4 separate regions of the Mus musculus genome follow, and regions 2, 3 and 4 are each linked to region 1. Evidence: chromatin contacts called from public ChIA-PET and HiChIP or PLAC-seq data. All regions are on one chromosome and are shown on one strand. The core of a region is the stretch at or near the end of the contact, and the rest is flanking DNA. Distances in the headings are between cores, read along the strand shown.

Region 1 (3,584 bases), core at 470-2,969:
TTTAATTATCTGGAATTTATTTTGTGTCGGTCTGTGAGGTCTTGGATGTCCAGAAACCTGATGTAGGGCTTTGTTTTTTTTTTTTTAAGATTTATTTATTATATGTAAGTACACTGTAGCTGACTTCAGACACTCCAGAAAAGGGCATCAGATCTCATTACAGATGGTTGTGAGCCACCATATGGTTGCTGGGATTTGAACTCATGACTTTCGGAAGAGCAGTCAGTTCTCTTACCTGCTGAGCCATCTTACCAGCCCTGATGTAGGTTTTTCTGTTTTTTCTTTTGAGTTCTGCTATAGTTGAGCCCTTACCCCAACAGGACTGCCTCAGTCTAGAATCAGCTGTTTAATTCCACTCTCTATTCCTCTCAGGAGGAAGAAGTCCAAGTCTCCAAAAGCTATCCCTTGTCTATCCTCACCCACTTCACATCAGCTCTTTACGGAGCTTCTGTACATGCGTGTGTGTATAAGTTACTACTGTCACCTTTATAATTACCCAGTGGTTTCCTACTGAAAACAGAAATTTGGACTCTCTAGAGCGTAATTTACAATATCCCGTGCTTCTTCAGTGCACTCTCCGCACCCACTAACCCTGCCTGCCCCAACACTGGCTTTTCAGTCTCTAGAATACAAGTTTATTTCCCTCTCAGTCCCATGACACTTGTTTCCTCCACCTAAAAAAATAGCTCTGATGACTGATATTACTTGGGAATGTCACCATCCCTGGCAAGTATGTCTTCCAAACCCTGACACCATTCAATTTCAGTGACTTCTTACAGCATTTCCTCATTTTGCTTTAATCTAGGTACTTATTTTTGCTCATTTCTTTTTGTTCTTAAGCTCTCTTCTCTGTTTTTCCCATAGTGTTTTAGAAGGTAGAGTTTCTGTTATATTTATTGTGCAGCTGTGTTCCTAGTGTCTGATTACTGTCACATAGCAGGATGCTCAATATTGGTGAAAGAACTAAAACTGGGGATCCACTTCCTGTACAACTTTCAACCCTGTCTCGTTGAACCGCAGCAATGCTCAAGTATGGAAACATCTTTCTTCTCTGTCCAGTCAAGCACTCATCTCAGGCATAGCATTTCGCTTGTTTAAGTCCTGGCATAATTTAACTTTTGAAGGCTGGACCCCCGCACAACATCAGCATCACTGACCCATCTTCCCAGAGGATCATCAGCCAAAGGCATAGCAGAGAGACGGGCGGACTATCTTACCAATTCATCCGGACTCAGGACTCCGAACTGCACTCTCTTGATGGTGCGCAGCGGGCATGCGCTGTCCCCGGAGGGGGGGCCACCCCCGTGCATGGCGAGGCAGGCGCGCTGCGCAGGCGCAAACCTCGCTACAAAAAGCCTGCGCCACCGCCGCCTAAGTGCTCAGAACCCGTCCGGGCGGCCACCAGGAAAGACCTCCCGGGATAGGGAGGGAAAGGCTGGAGGAGGGAAAGGTGGGGGAGGGGGGAAGGGGGGGGGAAGGCAGAGGAACGAAAAGGGCTGAAAGAAAGCCTTTTCTCCCTTTCCGGAGATTCGTCGGCTCCCAAAAAGGAAACAAAAGAAGGGAGGAGAGGAGGAGGTTTTGGGAGGGAGGAAGAAGAAAAGGGGTAACGAATAAATAAGTAACCGGGATCCTGAACGGCAGAGGTTACGGCAGTTTGTCTCTCCCCCTTCCGGGAGCCACCTTCTTCTCCAACCGTCCCGGTCGCGCTCTCGGCGCTTCTGAGGAGAGAACTGGCTGAGTGACGCCCTTTATAGATTCGCCCTTGTGTCCCGCCCCTTCCTTTCCCGCCCTCCCTTGCGCTACGGGGCCGCCCGCACCGGCCTACACGGAGCGCGCGCGGCGGAGTTGTTGACGCTAGGGCTCCGGCTCCCTGGTTGGGTGTTCTTTCTGACGCGACAGGAGGAGGAGAATGTTCCTGGTCCTGTCGTCCTCCTTTCGGGTTTCCCGTGCACTCAAACCGAGGACTTACAGAACGGAGGATAAAGTTAGGCCATTTTTACTCAGCTTCGGAGTTCAGGCTCATTTTCAGCTAAAGTCTCTCATTAGTATCCCCCCACACACATCGGGAAAATGGTTTGTCCTACGCATCGGTAATGAAGGCGGGGCCCTTCGGGTCCTCCGGAGCGGGTTCCGGGGGTGGGGGGAAGGAGGGAGGGACGGGACGGGCCTCGTTCATGAATATTCAGTTCACCGCTGAATATGCATAAGGCAGGCAAGATGGCGCGTCCAATCAATTGGAAGTAGCCGTTATTAGTGGAGAGGCCCCAGGACGTTGGGGCACCGCCTGTGCTCTAATAGCTTTACGGAGCCCTGGCGCTCGATGTTCAGCCCAAGCTTTTCCCGAGCCCGGAGGCCTATTCTGAAAGTAGAATGGCTGCTACCCAGGAGCCGCAGATCACGCGACCGTGACAATCTGAGAAAAGCAGATTAGCGGTGGGGCAGAATAGGGATGTCTTGGGGAATTCGGGGTCAAGGAAACCCTACACCTTTCAGACGACTTCAGAAATAAGGTGGCGGCTGAGTGTTTCAAGGGAATCTCCCAAAAGAGCATGTTTCCACTCCTTTTCAAAGCAAAGCCAACTGCTCAGCCAACCACAGTGATTCATTCATGCTTGATGTCAGCGTTACATCACCGCTCGGACAGGGAGCACCACCACTGAGGAAAGCAAAATACCTTCCAAAGGAAAGGAAACACGCCCCTCCCCCAGTGCTGGCTGTTCGCCTGACAAGCTGCATTCTTCGTTCTTCATCTCCAGCGCTCTTCTCTTTCCTGCCTGTGGGATTAATCCCCTTGACCCACTACCAGGCTTCCTTAGTCCTCTGGATCTGAGACCTCGCTGCTGAGTGATGCCCTTATTCCCTGTTCCCAGCCCCAATTCCATACCCTGGTTCCTGTACATGCTCCCGGTCTCTCCTCTCCACTTAGTCCCAAGTCACCCTTGAATCCTAGGGCATCTCTCTCCACACCAGTTTTTTGCTTTAATATATATTTTTTATTTTGTGTGTAAGCACGCCACAGCGAATGTATAGAGAGAATAATCTGTAGGAGTCGGTTCTCTCCATCTACCATATAGATCAGGCTTGGTAGCATTAGCCTCTATCTGCTGAGCTATCTCACTGGTCCTCCACACCAGTTCTTTGCCAGGCATTTGTTCTCCCATGGTTTTTATTCCCATCTCTCCTATTTACCCCTGTCCCCCCTCCCCCCCTCAAGTTTGATTTCATTCCTCCGTTTGCCCTTCCTTATCACAACTGAGGTTCTGGGCAGTAATGATGGCAATGCTGCCCAACACAACCCCTGCTCCCATGATGTCAGAAGGTGCCACGGTCTCATAGAGCACGTAATACTGCAGCATGAGGGCTACCACGACCTCAGAGTGCAGGACAGCACATACCAGGGCAGGGTGGGCCTTGGTGACTGCATAGCTCACACATACAAAGGAAACCAATGCAAGGAGCCCCACTGCCACCACACAGCTCCAGCTTAGAGTGTCTTGGGGTAGCACAGGGGTCTGCAGCACAAAGAGGCCTGGTACAGAGACCATTAGCCCCACCAGGCCAAAAAGGAAGGCCACAGTTGGTAG
Region 2 (3,584 bases), core at 396-2,895, 770 kb after region 1:
GACCAGGCTGGCCTCGAACTCTGAAATCTGCCTGCCTCTGCCTCCCAAGTGCTGGGATTAAAGGCGTGCACCACCACGCCCAGCTTTTTAAAAAATCCATATATCTGATGTTTCTACCTAAATATAAAAATAACACAATACAATAATTAAAAACTCAAGCAATTCTTTTTTAAAATTGACAAAGATCTTGAATGGACATTGCTGCAAAGAAGATACACAAAGAACTCACTAGCCATGGAAATATGCTTAACTAATTATTCGGGGAAAACAAATCAAAATCATACACTCACGTCCACATGCACTAGAATGGCACGATTTTTTTTTATTCTACAAACCATATTTAATTATAAAATCAAGAATTTTAGTATACAAGAATTGAGTTGGCCCAAGTATTTATATAAAGAACCAACCTACATAATTCATTAGACAAGAAATGATTTCTTCATTGTAATGACTCTTTTTTTTTCCATATTTTTTTATTGGGTATTTATTTCAATTACATTTCCAGTGCTATCCCAAAAGTCCCACACACGCTCCCCCACCCACTCCCCTACCCACCCACTCCCACTTCTTGGCCCTGGCGTTCCCCTGTACTGAGGCATATAAAGTTTGCACGACCAATGGGCCTCTCTTTCCACTGATGGCCGACTAGGCTATCTTCTGATTCATATGCAGCTAGAGACACGAGCTCCAGGGGGGGTATTGGTTAGTTCATATTGTTGTTCTACCTATAGGATTGCAGATCCCTTCAGCTCCTTGAGTACCTTCCCTAGCTCCTCCATTGGGGGCCCTGTGATCCATCCAATAGCTGACTGTGAGCATCCACTTCTGTGTTTGCCAGGCCCCGGCATAGTTTCACAAGAGACAGCCATATCTGGGTCCTTTTAGCAAAATCTTGCTAGTGTATGCAATGGTGTCAGCGTTTGGAAGCGGATTATGGGATGGATCCCCGGATATGGCAGTTTCTAGATGGTCCATCTTTTCGTCTCAGCTCGAATGGCACGATTTAAAATGTATTAAAAATATAATACATAGGTGAGAATGTGTAACGGTGGAAACCCTCAGATATGGCAGGGGTGATTGTCAAGGGGTATAGATGCTCCCAAAAAACAATTGTAGCTTCTTCAAAAGTTCTTGTGGGACCCGGGAAGTAGGTACCCCGGACTATTGAAAACACGACCTGACCATTCCAGTTTGTACTCTTATCTTGTGGGTTCTTTGAACTAGGACACCAATCAGGTTATAGTGTATCCAACCTGTTAACATTGCGACACAACGTTGTTATTTACAAAACCCACATACTTCAGACTATACAATCAAGTTACCAAAACAAACAAACGACCCCCCCCACACACACACACACACACCTAAAACCTTATAATGTAAATTAGGCTTCATTTCCAAGTATCCTTTGCCTCCGGGAGCCACAAGCCTCTGGTGAGGCAAATCTTTGAGAAGAGGCTCCGCCCTTTTCCCCCCTTCCTAGACCCGCCTCTTTTTTTTTTTTTTTTTGGTAATTTGACACACTGCCGTAAAGTGCCCACTGACTCTAACGACGAGTTCCTACCTCTGTCTTTTCCCTTCTGCCGTCAAGCAGCTTCGCTCCCAGAAGGCCACAGAGGCGGACTAAAGAGAGTGACGGAGCGCTTTACGACGGTTGCTTTGTGGCAGAGTAGCAGAGGAAGATGGCGGCCGCCTTAGCTGTTCGTCGAGCGGGGTCTGCACCGGCCTTTGGGCCGGAGGCTCTCACCCCAGACTGGGAAAACCGGGAAGTCTCCACAGGGGTGAGGAAAGAGCCAGAGTTCGGAAGACATGTACTAGGCCTGACGGGAGGAAAAACATGAAGCCCGAGTGGGTTTGACTGAGTGGGTTGGGGGGGGGGGAGCGCTGTGTTCTGCGAGAGGGAGAGGGATTCCTTGAATGCTGGCGTGGGGTGATACCTTTCGTGATGAGAGGTGAACAGTAGGCTGAAGCATAAGAGTCTGAATCCTGGGGTTTGGAGATTGTAGTTTTTATATTCTCTGACGTGTTGAGCCCCCTTAAGATTTGATAATAGGTTCGCGGAGCACGAATTTTGCATTATAAAATCCGGGTGAAGAATTATTGAGGTCGGTATATACTCGAGAATGCGGTAAGGCTAAAAGAGTTACCTTTTTTACACTATTCTTCCCAGACCACGATCATGGCTGTGCAGTTTAATGGGGGCGTGGTTCTAGGAGCGGACTCCAGGACAACCACTGGGTGAGCTCAAAACAGAAAGTCTTCCCGTTTCCCCTACTCCAAACATATACCATTCCTGCCTGTCAGCCCATCCTTACCCTCCTCAGACCACTGTGGCAAGAGAAGTTTCTCCACTACCTGGAGATAATAAGGACTTGTTCCTAATTCTGTGGTTTCCAGGCCCCCTCACCCTTTGGTGAACTACCAGTAAAGGTCTGTTCTCCATTCATCCGGCTTCATTTTCCATGAGGACTAGTAGGTGGTAGCAGTATTTGTATCCCTGGAGCTGCAGGGAGTAGACGGTGATGTGGTGGAGGAGGGAGGCAAGTGGGCTCCTTCTCACTGTTTCCGCCATCCTGCAGGTCCTACATCGCCAATCGAGTGACTGACAAGCTGACCCCTATCCACGATCACATCTTCTGCTGCCGCTCAGGCTCAGCCGCTGATACCCAAGCAGTGGCAGACGCTGTCACTTACCAGCTTGGTTTCCACAGGTACTTGTGGGCAGGGGAGGAACAACGACCCTGAAGGCTCTGGAACATAAGGCACTAAAAGGCCTGACTCCAGATCCTGATATTGCTTTGTTTGTGATCTTCCAACCCCACCTTCTAGTATTGAACTGAACGAGCCTCCACTAGTCCACACAGCCGCCAGTCTCTTTAAGGAGATGTGTTACCGGTACAGAGAAGATCTGATGGCAGGAATCATCATTGCAGGCTGGGACCCTCAAGAAGGAGGGCAGGTCAGGCCCTCCTCACCAGAGTACTGGAGTCACACCTCTGATGCTCCACCCCTTCGGCCATTTTGTTTGTCTGTCTGTCTGTCCGTCCTGTATGCATGTATCCTTATGGGTACATGTGTGTGGAGGCCAGAGGTGTGCCAGGGTTGTCTTCCTCATGAGACAGTCTCACTGAAGATAGAGCTCACTTTTAGCTAGGCTGCCTATCCAATGAGCTCTAGCAATTATACACCCTGCACCCTACTCCCAGAGCTGGGGTTACAGATACACATGCCCAGCTTTTACATAAGTGCTGGGGATTTGAAATCAGGTCTTCATACTTGCCTTAGCAGGCCCTTTACCACCCAAGCCATCCCTAGTCCCCACTCCAAACACCTTTTTTTTTTTAAGTTTCTCTTTCTGTCTCTACCTCACCATTAACTTTCCCGAGACCAAAATCAAAAGGGATGGGTGAATGTGTTGGGAAAGGGTGCAACTGGTGGCTTTTCTCCCCCCTCCCATCTGGCAGGTGTACTCTGTTCCCATGGGGGGTATGATGGTAAGACAGTCCTTTGCCATCGGAGGCTCCGGGAGCTCGTACATCTATGGCTATGTTGATGCTACGTATCGGGAAGGCATGACCAAG
Region 3 (3,584 bases), core at 662-3,161, 700 kb before region 1:
GAGGAAATATGGGGAGGGACAGCTAACACTAAAGGACATTTAAAACCATATGGAAACCTACTATAGAGGCTCCCTAAGACATGTACATATACAAAAGGAATCTAAATGGAGTCACCAAATAGGGAAGACAATGTCCCAACTAAACCTTATGACACCAACTAAAATCTCCACTATCACACCAAATGTCATCTTATTTTGCACACCTTTGGCATGAAGAAGAGGAGGAGAAAGTAATTATAGTAGCAGTAGTAATAGTAGTAGAAAACAAAAGACTTGCAAAAGATGGCTTCTTTTGAAGGAAAAAGAGCTCAAGAAACGAGCAAGGAACACAAGAATAAAGACAGGGCTGGGCATGGTGCCGCACGCCTTTAATCCCAGCACTTGGGAGGCAGAGGCAGGCGAATTTCTGAGTTTGAAGCCAGCCTGGTCTACAAAGGCCCAGGGCTACACAGAGAAACCCTGTCTCGAAAAACAAACAAACAAACAAAACAAAACAAATTTAAAAAAGAATAAAGACAGGGTGAAGGGATGCAAAAAAAAAAAAAAAAAAACAGGAAGATTCTGCAATTACTAGCCACAGTGATTGTGCACACTTTCCACACAGGATTCAGTTTCAAAAACAGGAACAGGTGTCCTTCTGCCTTTAACCCCAGCCAGAACTTGGGAGGCAGAAGCAGAAAGATCTCTGTGATGTGAGTTTGAGGGCAGCCTGGTCTACAAAGCTACTTCCAGGACAGCCGGGGGTATACAAAGATTCTAAACCAAGGAAGAATATTAATTCATTGTTTTGCTAACTAGAAGGGTCCCAGAGCTTTGGCTGTGTTGCAGTTGACGACTTTTCTACCATTTGATTCCTGTCCCACGGCCCTTGGAAAGACTCTCCATCTGTTACAGAAACCACAGTGCCCTGGGAATGTGGCCCGGGGGTCCTGAATCTTCGATCTGGATGTTGTTAATCCTCTCCCTTCTCATTTATTTTAGCCCTGGTGTCTTCTCTCTGTCCTTCCCCCACACTCCGTACCCCAGCGTTTCTTGTTTATATCAAACCTCTTTGCCTCTGAGGTTTCCTCCCTCTGTCAGCAAGCTGAGTTGATGCCCTTGATAGTTCCCATCAGAGACCTTTCCCGACCGAGGCCTCATCTAACTAGTCCTTCTTACTCTCAATCACAGCCCTTTATTTTCCCGAGCGTGCTTATCAAAACGTCTGATTCTTTCACCTATGGAATATTTTCTCTTGTGACAACAAACAAACAAACAACCCTCAATATTATCCTCCAATGAGAGAAATGCTCTACGCAGAGGGGACAGGAGGCCGAAGAGTGACAAAAGCACAGGAAAGTCCACGACCTGCAATTCCCCTGCACAGTGAGTCACTCTGGGCGCTTCAACGATCAGTCTGTCAATGTTTCAAGGATGGAACCAATCAGCCCCGTTCCGCTGGGAATTCCGGCTTTCTCTCTCTTGGCGCTGCTGTTTTTCTTTCTCGGTTTTCTAGCTCGGTTCGGTCCAACCCTGAGCATCCAAGAACCCCTAGAGCTTCCAAAAACGATCCCCGGTGGAGTGCGACTGCTCGGCGGTAATTCCGGACGACACCACCGTGGACATAGAGCCTAAGCTCCGCCCCGGTGGGACTCCGGCGCTCCGGGGCTCGGGTCTTTTAAGACCCGCCCCCTCAACTTTCCGAAGGGGCGGGGCCCCGCGCACAGCTGTCACCCCGGAGCTGCCACCCGACTGGCTTTCACTTGTGTTCTGCAGTTCAATAACAGCCCTCCTCCCGGAACTTCCTGGGGTGGCGACCAATCACAGAGCTCTTCCTGTCCGGACCATTATCATCCGGCTGCCAATCGGCGCGCCTCCGCCAACGCCCCTTAAAGGCGCCGCCGCTGACCGGGGAGCCCGGCGGACGACTCGCGGTTCCGGCCCCCACCCTCAGTATGGAGGCCGCCCAGGGGCGGCTCGGGCCGGAGCCGGAGCTTTCGGTCGGAGCTGAGCACCAGGCCGCGACTTTCAGCGGCAGGCCGTCCCGAACGCCCTCGAAGCCGCCCTCAGTCCGGACGCTGTCCGGGGAGGAAGAGGCTGAGAGCGTTGGGGTCTCGAGCCGTCATCCCCGAGCGTCCCCAAAGACTTGGAGCGGCAGCATCGCCCATGGGCCGGAGCTGGACACTTGGGAGGACAAGCCGAGCTCCCGGGCGACGCCGTCAGGGGCCCGGGGACGCCGGGGGGTGCCAGGTTCCGAGCACGCCCCGCCCCCGTCCTCCTGGTACCCGGAGCCGGAGCCCAGCGAGGATCAGCCCTCCGCTCTGAGGGTCTGCCGTCGAGGGAGCCCCGGAGGCGTCGAGATGAATGTGGAGCTGCCGCAGCAAGAGGGTGACGACGACGACGACGAGGACGAAGAGGCGGCGGCGGGTAGGGCTGGCCGCTCCTTCCCCAGCCGCCTTCAGGACAGCCGCAGCCTGGACGGGCTGAGTGGGGCGTGCGGTGGAGGGGGGTCTTCATCCAGTGGCGAGACCGGCGCGGGCGGAGGACGTCGCGCCACTATCTCCAGCCCCCTAGAGCTGGAGGGCACGGTGAGCCGCCACGGCGACCTTACTCACTTTGTGGCCAACAACCTACAACTCAAGATCCGACTGAGTGGCGCCCCACCACCCGTTCCCCCTGCCTCTGTGCGGCCCTGCCTAACGCCCGCACCCACCCCCACCATCCCTCCCATCGACCCGGACGTGCTGAGGGATCTGGAGCGGCTGAGTCGCGAGCTGGGCGGCCGGGTAGACCGTCTGCTTCGCGGGCTGGGTGGTGCGGTGCAAGAGCTGACAGCGTTGAGTGTGGGCTGTATCCAGACCTACCGCGACGCGGTGGACTCCTTAGGTGAAGCCGTGGACATGAGCATTAAGGGCATGTACACCTTACTTGCGCGCTGCGAGGAGCTGGAACGGGCTTTGCAACCGGTTCAGGGGCTGGCACGCCAAGTCCGAGATATCCGACGCACGCTGGAGGTGTTGGAGGCCCTATGCAAGTGACCAGGAGCATAGAGGAGAGACCATGCGTAACCTGGCCAGACCAGGGTCCAGTAGGACCCTCAGGATTCTTCAAAGAGCCCTGGTGGAAACTGCTTGCTGAGGGGATGCCTGTACGTTAGAGGTTCTTCCACAAGCGTTTAGGAGGCCTGTGCCCATTCTAAGCCTATGGAGTGTGAATGGGGAAGTTGTGAGGATTCTCCTGGTGAAAAGGGATGTAGCTCTGCTTTTATTCAGTTGGCCATCTATAGCTACCCTGTTCTTCCTGACCCTTCTCCCTAAGCTAGAACACCGTCCATGGGAATACAGGCCCTTAGATCTCTGCTGGAGGGTGGGGCAGACACGAATGTGTGATCAGAGAGACCTCAGCCCCGCTGCGGCTATCCGGATCCCAATGGTCACACACCTCAAGTGCCAGGGGCTTTAGGAACTTGAGCGGTTCTTGCCCACACACCATGCGAGGGTGAGGGCGCAACATCTGCATAACCTCCCGCTTCTTTCCTCTGGTCCCCTAAAATGCCACGGGGTGGAGGAGCACATTTCATGATGGAGGGAGAGCGGTGGGGGGCA
Region 4 (3,584 bases), core at 722-3,221, 630 kb before region 1:
ACCCAAGATTGCTTCCATATTCATAGACAAGACGTGACAAACATTGTTGAAATAAGTATTCTTATACACTAATTCAGCGCAGATCTTGGTGTATATAAGTGTAATTTAAAAAATTATACTAGAATATCTGTAACAGACATACTAAGCATGAAAAATTACAAACAAATATATTTATTATGTTGATGTACTAGCAAAATGCTAAGGTTCCACCGAGATTTGAACTCGGATCGCTGGATTCAGAGTCCAGAGTGCTAACCATTACACCATGGAACCCCCTCTTCTGTAGTGCTCTCAGAAATTATATACATTATTCTATATCCCATTTTGCATATCACTCCATTTATTCAAACAAACCAAAACAAACACATGAAGCCAACTACTAAAATGTGATTATTGAGTACCTGAAATATGAGTGCTTTCTTCTAAACATGAAAATTAAGGAAGATAATTTAAAAATTCGTTAAAATGCGGATTTTAAAACACCAATTAGGGTTAAAATAAGATTTTCAAATATTGTAGTAAATGAAGTATATTATTAATATTAATAATATTAACTTCCCCATTTTCTTTTTACTCTCTTTGATGTATTCCTCGTTTGTATAGCTAGTACTTTAACGTAATGCTGTTCCCTCTTCTGATTGTTCGGAACTTACGTTCAATTTACATTTCCTTTTAAAAAGAATGCAATTACTTTGTTATTATAGAGCTATTGTCAAACAAGACAGCCTAACAATAGTGTTTGTAAGTGCAGATTCCCACAAAAAGCTAAGCGCCCGAACAGGGACTTGAACCCTGGACCCTCAGATTAAAAGTCTGATGCTCTACCGACTGAGCTATCCGGGCTCTTAGCAAAGCTCTCCACTTTTGCCTAAATGAATTTATTATGATACCTACGTATTCTTGTGTGTATTTAAAGGATGAAGTTCGTTTTTGTCCGAGACTCTGACTTACTGAAACCTAGTCGCTAACGCCTCGGCTTTTATTAGAAGTTAAGGAGGGCAGGAGCGCCACTCAAGCAGGAATCTAGAGGTGCCTAGACCAGCCACGCGGGGCCGCTGCGGGCCACAGGTTTCCCCGGTAGAGTCTATTTTTTTTCTTCCCTGGTCCTTGTGACCTATATCTTGGACACCTAGGGCATACAGGGTGCCTCCCACGGTTCAGCAGGCTGGCTGAGGGAGGACCTGGAGCGTAAAGAATGTCACATGAGGGCCTCCAGATGCTGTCGGGCAGGCTTCCACTCACTTGGCAGGCAGGTCCTATCTCAAAGGAGTGATTGAGGTCGGGAATAACAAAAACTGGAGACAGAGAGAAGACTAGACTTTAGGAGGAGATGGGTGGGTCGGTGGCAGGAAGGAGAACATGATGGCCTTGTCACGTGCTAAGATGTGTGTTATTCACTTGATTGTTGATGAGGTCACCTGGCATTTATGAATTGGTGCAGCTTTCCGATGCACGGTGTGATTCACGTGGGTGATTCACATGTAGGAATTCTGGTGTTCTGGTGCCCATTTCTGGTTTGGAAATAGGAGGAAAAGGCTCTAGGTGGAATCTGGGGAATGGGTGAACATGGGCTTCAGGACATTAGTCAAGCCACTGATCAGACACAAAGTAGTGTCCCAACACGCGTCACCTCCTCCCTGTCTTCCACTTGCCACTTGGTCCCTCCTTCCTTATTCCCTCCCTCACCAATGGGCCCAGGCTTCTGATATCCATCTGGATGAGCCAGCCAGAGGGACAGGCTGTGTCAGAGGCATGCAAACAAGTATTAGGGTGCAAGTCGGTGGGTGGGGATAGTACTCCCGAGCTACCAGCGGAGCTGCCGTGAGAGATCGAGAAAGAGAGAGAGCGCGCGCGAGCCCAGGAACGTCCTAGAGCTGGATCCTTCCTCAGGCCCACCCTTCCCCAGCCCCCAGCCTCCTGCCCAGGAGCTGACTCTCTCTTACCTGTAGCGTACCTTCTCTAGGCTAGCTACTGGTTTGGGGTTATTGGGTCCAGTCATGGCAGTATATCGGCTGTGTGTGACCACTGGTTCCTACCTGAAGGCTGGCACATTGGATAACATCTATGCTACATTGGTAGGCACCTGTGGTGAAAGCCCTAAGCAGAAGCTGGATCGCGTAGGCAGGGACTTCGCCTCTGGATCGGTGAGTACAGAGGAGAGATGGGGAACCTGAAGGAAGTGAGGATTATTCTTGTTGGATTCGTCAAGTCCTGCTGAACTCAGGATGCCTGCTATGTCCTGTGATCATTTTCTTTGACATCCCTGACTTTTGGGAGACGATAAACCATACCAATTGTTCTGAGACAGGGCTGTGGGGAAGGGCATTTGGAATGGATTCTGGGGACTTCCCCTAACTTCCTGGCTTCTCCTATCATTGTTGTTATTGTTATTATTTTCTGTGGTTTTTCCAGACAGGGTTTCTCTGTGTAGCCCTGGCTGTCCTAGAACTCTCTGTGTAGACCAGGCTGGCCTTGAACTTAGCAATCTGACTGCCTCTGCCTCCTGAGTGCAGGGGGAATTAAAAGCCACCACTGCCTGGCCTGGCTCCTCCCCTAATTGACACTAGGCTTTGACCAAATTGATTCCTCTGATCAGATCATGGGTCTCCTGTTCTTTGGGAGGGGTCTGCTTTGTCGGTCGCTAGTTTAGTTTGCTAATGACCCTACATGAAAGTGAACTACTGGCAGTGAGGGTAGGAATCCCTACAAAAATTCACTCAGGCACTGAGTATGGTGCCTGCTCCTCTCTGGATGGAGACGGGCTCTTTCTCTCAATCACACAAAGGAACCACATGGATCAACGACTGCTCAGGCCAATATCCCAGAAAGGTAGCGGTGTTGATGCACACTTCAGAGTGCAAAGATGTCCTCGACAGTTCCTGGTTGCTCAAAGGCCTGCTTGCTGCTTCCCTCACTCCAGGTTCAGAAGTATAAGGTGCGCTGTGAAGCAGAGCTGGGTGAGATCTTGCTGTTGCGCTTACACAAGGAGCGCTTTGCTTTCTTCTGCAAGGACCCTTGGTACTGCAGTCGAATCTGTGTCACTGCCCCCGATGGCTCTGCTGTCCACTTTCCCTGCTACCAGTGGATCGATGGCTACTGTACTGTGGAGCTGCGGCCAGGAACAGGTGGGCAAGGGACAGAGACTGCACAGTACTGCAGAGGCTTCGTGTGAGGTTAGGAATGGAGTCTCACAGAACTCGGCGCGTAGGGAATGTGACTGGGGTTAGGAATGCCGGGATCCCAAAGCAACAGTGTCTGATAAAGAGCACTGCTAAAGTCCTGACATGCAAGAGCTTCCTGGGTAGTGTTTATTGTTCTGGAGGTACACACAGACAGGCTCACACAGACAGACGGACACAGATAAGCACACACAGAGAGACTCACACTCCCATAGCAGGCAGCTAATGGTATCCCTCTGCATTTCTCCAGAATATGGTCTTCTGGAACTCAGAAAGGAATAAACGTACAAGCTAGATCTCAACAGGTAGAAAAGCCATGAATATTTAGAGAATTAACCTGCAAAGATCCTGTACCTTACTTTTTTCTAGCTTTTCTGGTGGGGATGAAGGGTCTGGGAAGTGAGT

The links. ChIA-PET counts read pairs in DNA pulled down with a chosen protein or histone mark. HiChIP or PLAC-seq counts read pairs in DNA pulled down with a chosen protein or histone mark.
Region 2: a contact with region 1 is called in an RNA polymerase II ChIA-PET map of memory CD8 T cells, with 7 read pairs. The contact joins the promoter of Psmb6 here to the promoter of Polr2a in region 1. A contact is called at or near these places in 1 of 39 promoter capture datasets (liver) and 2 of 115 datasets of contacts at active chromatin or transcription factors (astrocytes and memory CD8 T cells).
Region 3: a contact with region 1 is called in an RNA polymerase II ChIA-PET map of memory CD8 T cells, with 45 read pairs. The contact joins the promoter of Borcs6 here to the promoter of Polr2a in region 1. A contact is called at or near these places in 5 of 39 promoter capture datasets (the C10 cell line, cranial neural crest, hippocampal neurons and 1 more), 1 of 484 Hi-C or Micro-C datasets (cortical neurons) and 7 of 115 datasets of contacts at active chromatin or transcription factors (the SCID.adh cell line, astrocytes, embryonic stem cells and 4 more).
Region 4: a contact with region 1 is called in a FOXA1 HiChIP or PLAC-seq map of pancreatic cancer cells. The contact joins the promoter of Aloxe3 here to the promoter of Polr2a in region 1. A contact is called at or near these places in 6 of 39 promoter capture datasets (cranial neural crest, embryonic stem cells, liver and 2 more), 2 of 484 Hi-C or Micro-C datasets (cortical neurons and regulatory T cells) and 7 of 115 datasets of contacts at active chromatin or transcription factors (the NIH/3T3 cell line, astrocytes, bone marrow-derived macrophages and 4 more).

Annotation. Positions count from the first base shown.
Region 1 is chr11:69,756,914-69,760,497 of GRCm38.p6, forward strand. Polr2a (polymerase (RNA) II (DNA directed) polypeptide A) reads right to left here and starts at 1,720. Exons shown (of 29, transcript NM_001291068.1): 1 at 1,218-1,720. The coding sequence starts at 1,310. It overlaps Slc35g3 (solute carrier family 35, member G3), which reads right to left. Exons shown (of 2, transcript NM_019871.2): 2 at 2,971-3,584. The coding sequence ends at 3,222.
Region 2 is chr11:70,523,712-70,527,295 of GRCm38.p6, forward strand. Psmb6 (proteasome (prosome, macropain) subunit, beta type 6) reads left to right here and starts at 1,646. Exons shown (of 6, transcript NM_008946.4): 1 at 1,646-1,784; 2 at 2,174-2,241; 3 at 2,583-2,714; 4 at 2,833-2,962; 5 at 3,468-3,584. The coding sequence starts at 1,686.
Region 3 is chr11:69,057,864-69,061,447 of GRCm38.p6, forward strand. Borcs6 (BLOC-1 related complex subunit 6) reads left to right here and starts at 1,912. Exons shown (of 1, transcript NM_028005.3): 1 at 1,912-3,584. The coding sequence starts at 1,935. The coding sequence ends at 3,017.
Region 4 is chr11:69,124,406-69,127,989 of GRCm38.p6, forward strand. Aloxe3 (arachidonate lipoxygenase 3) reads left to right here and starts at 1,972. Exons shown (of 15, transcript NM_011786.2): 1 at 1,972-2,144; 2 at 2,921-3,125. The coding sequence starts at 1,998. n-TKctt27 (a tRNA gene) reads right to left here and starts at 843; the gene lies at 771-843. It overlaps n-TQctg6 (a tRNA gene), which reads right to left and starts at 273; the gene lies at 202-273.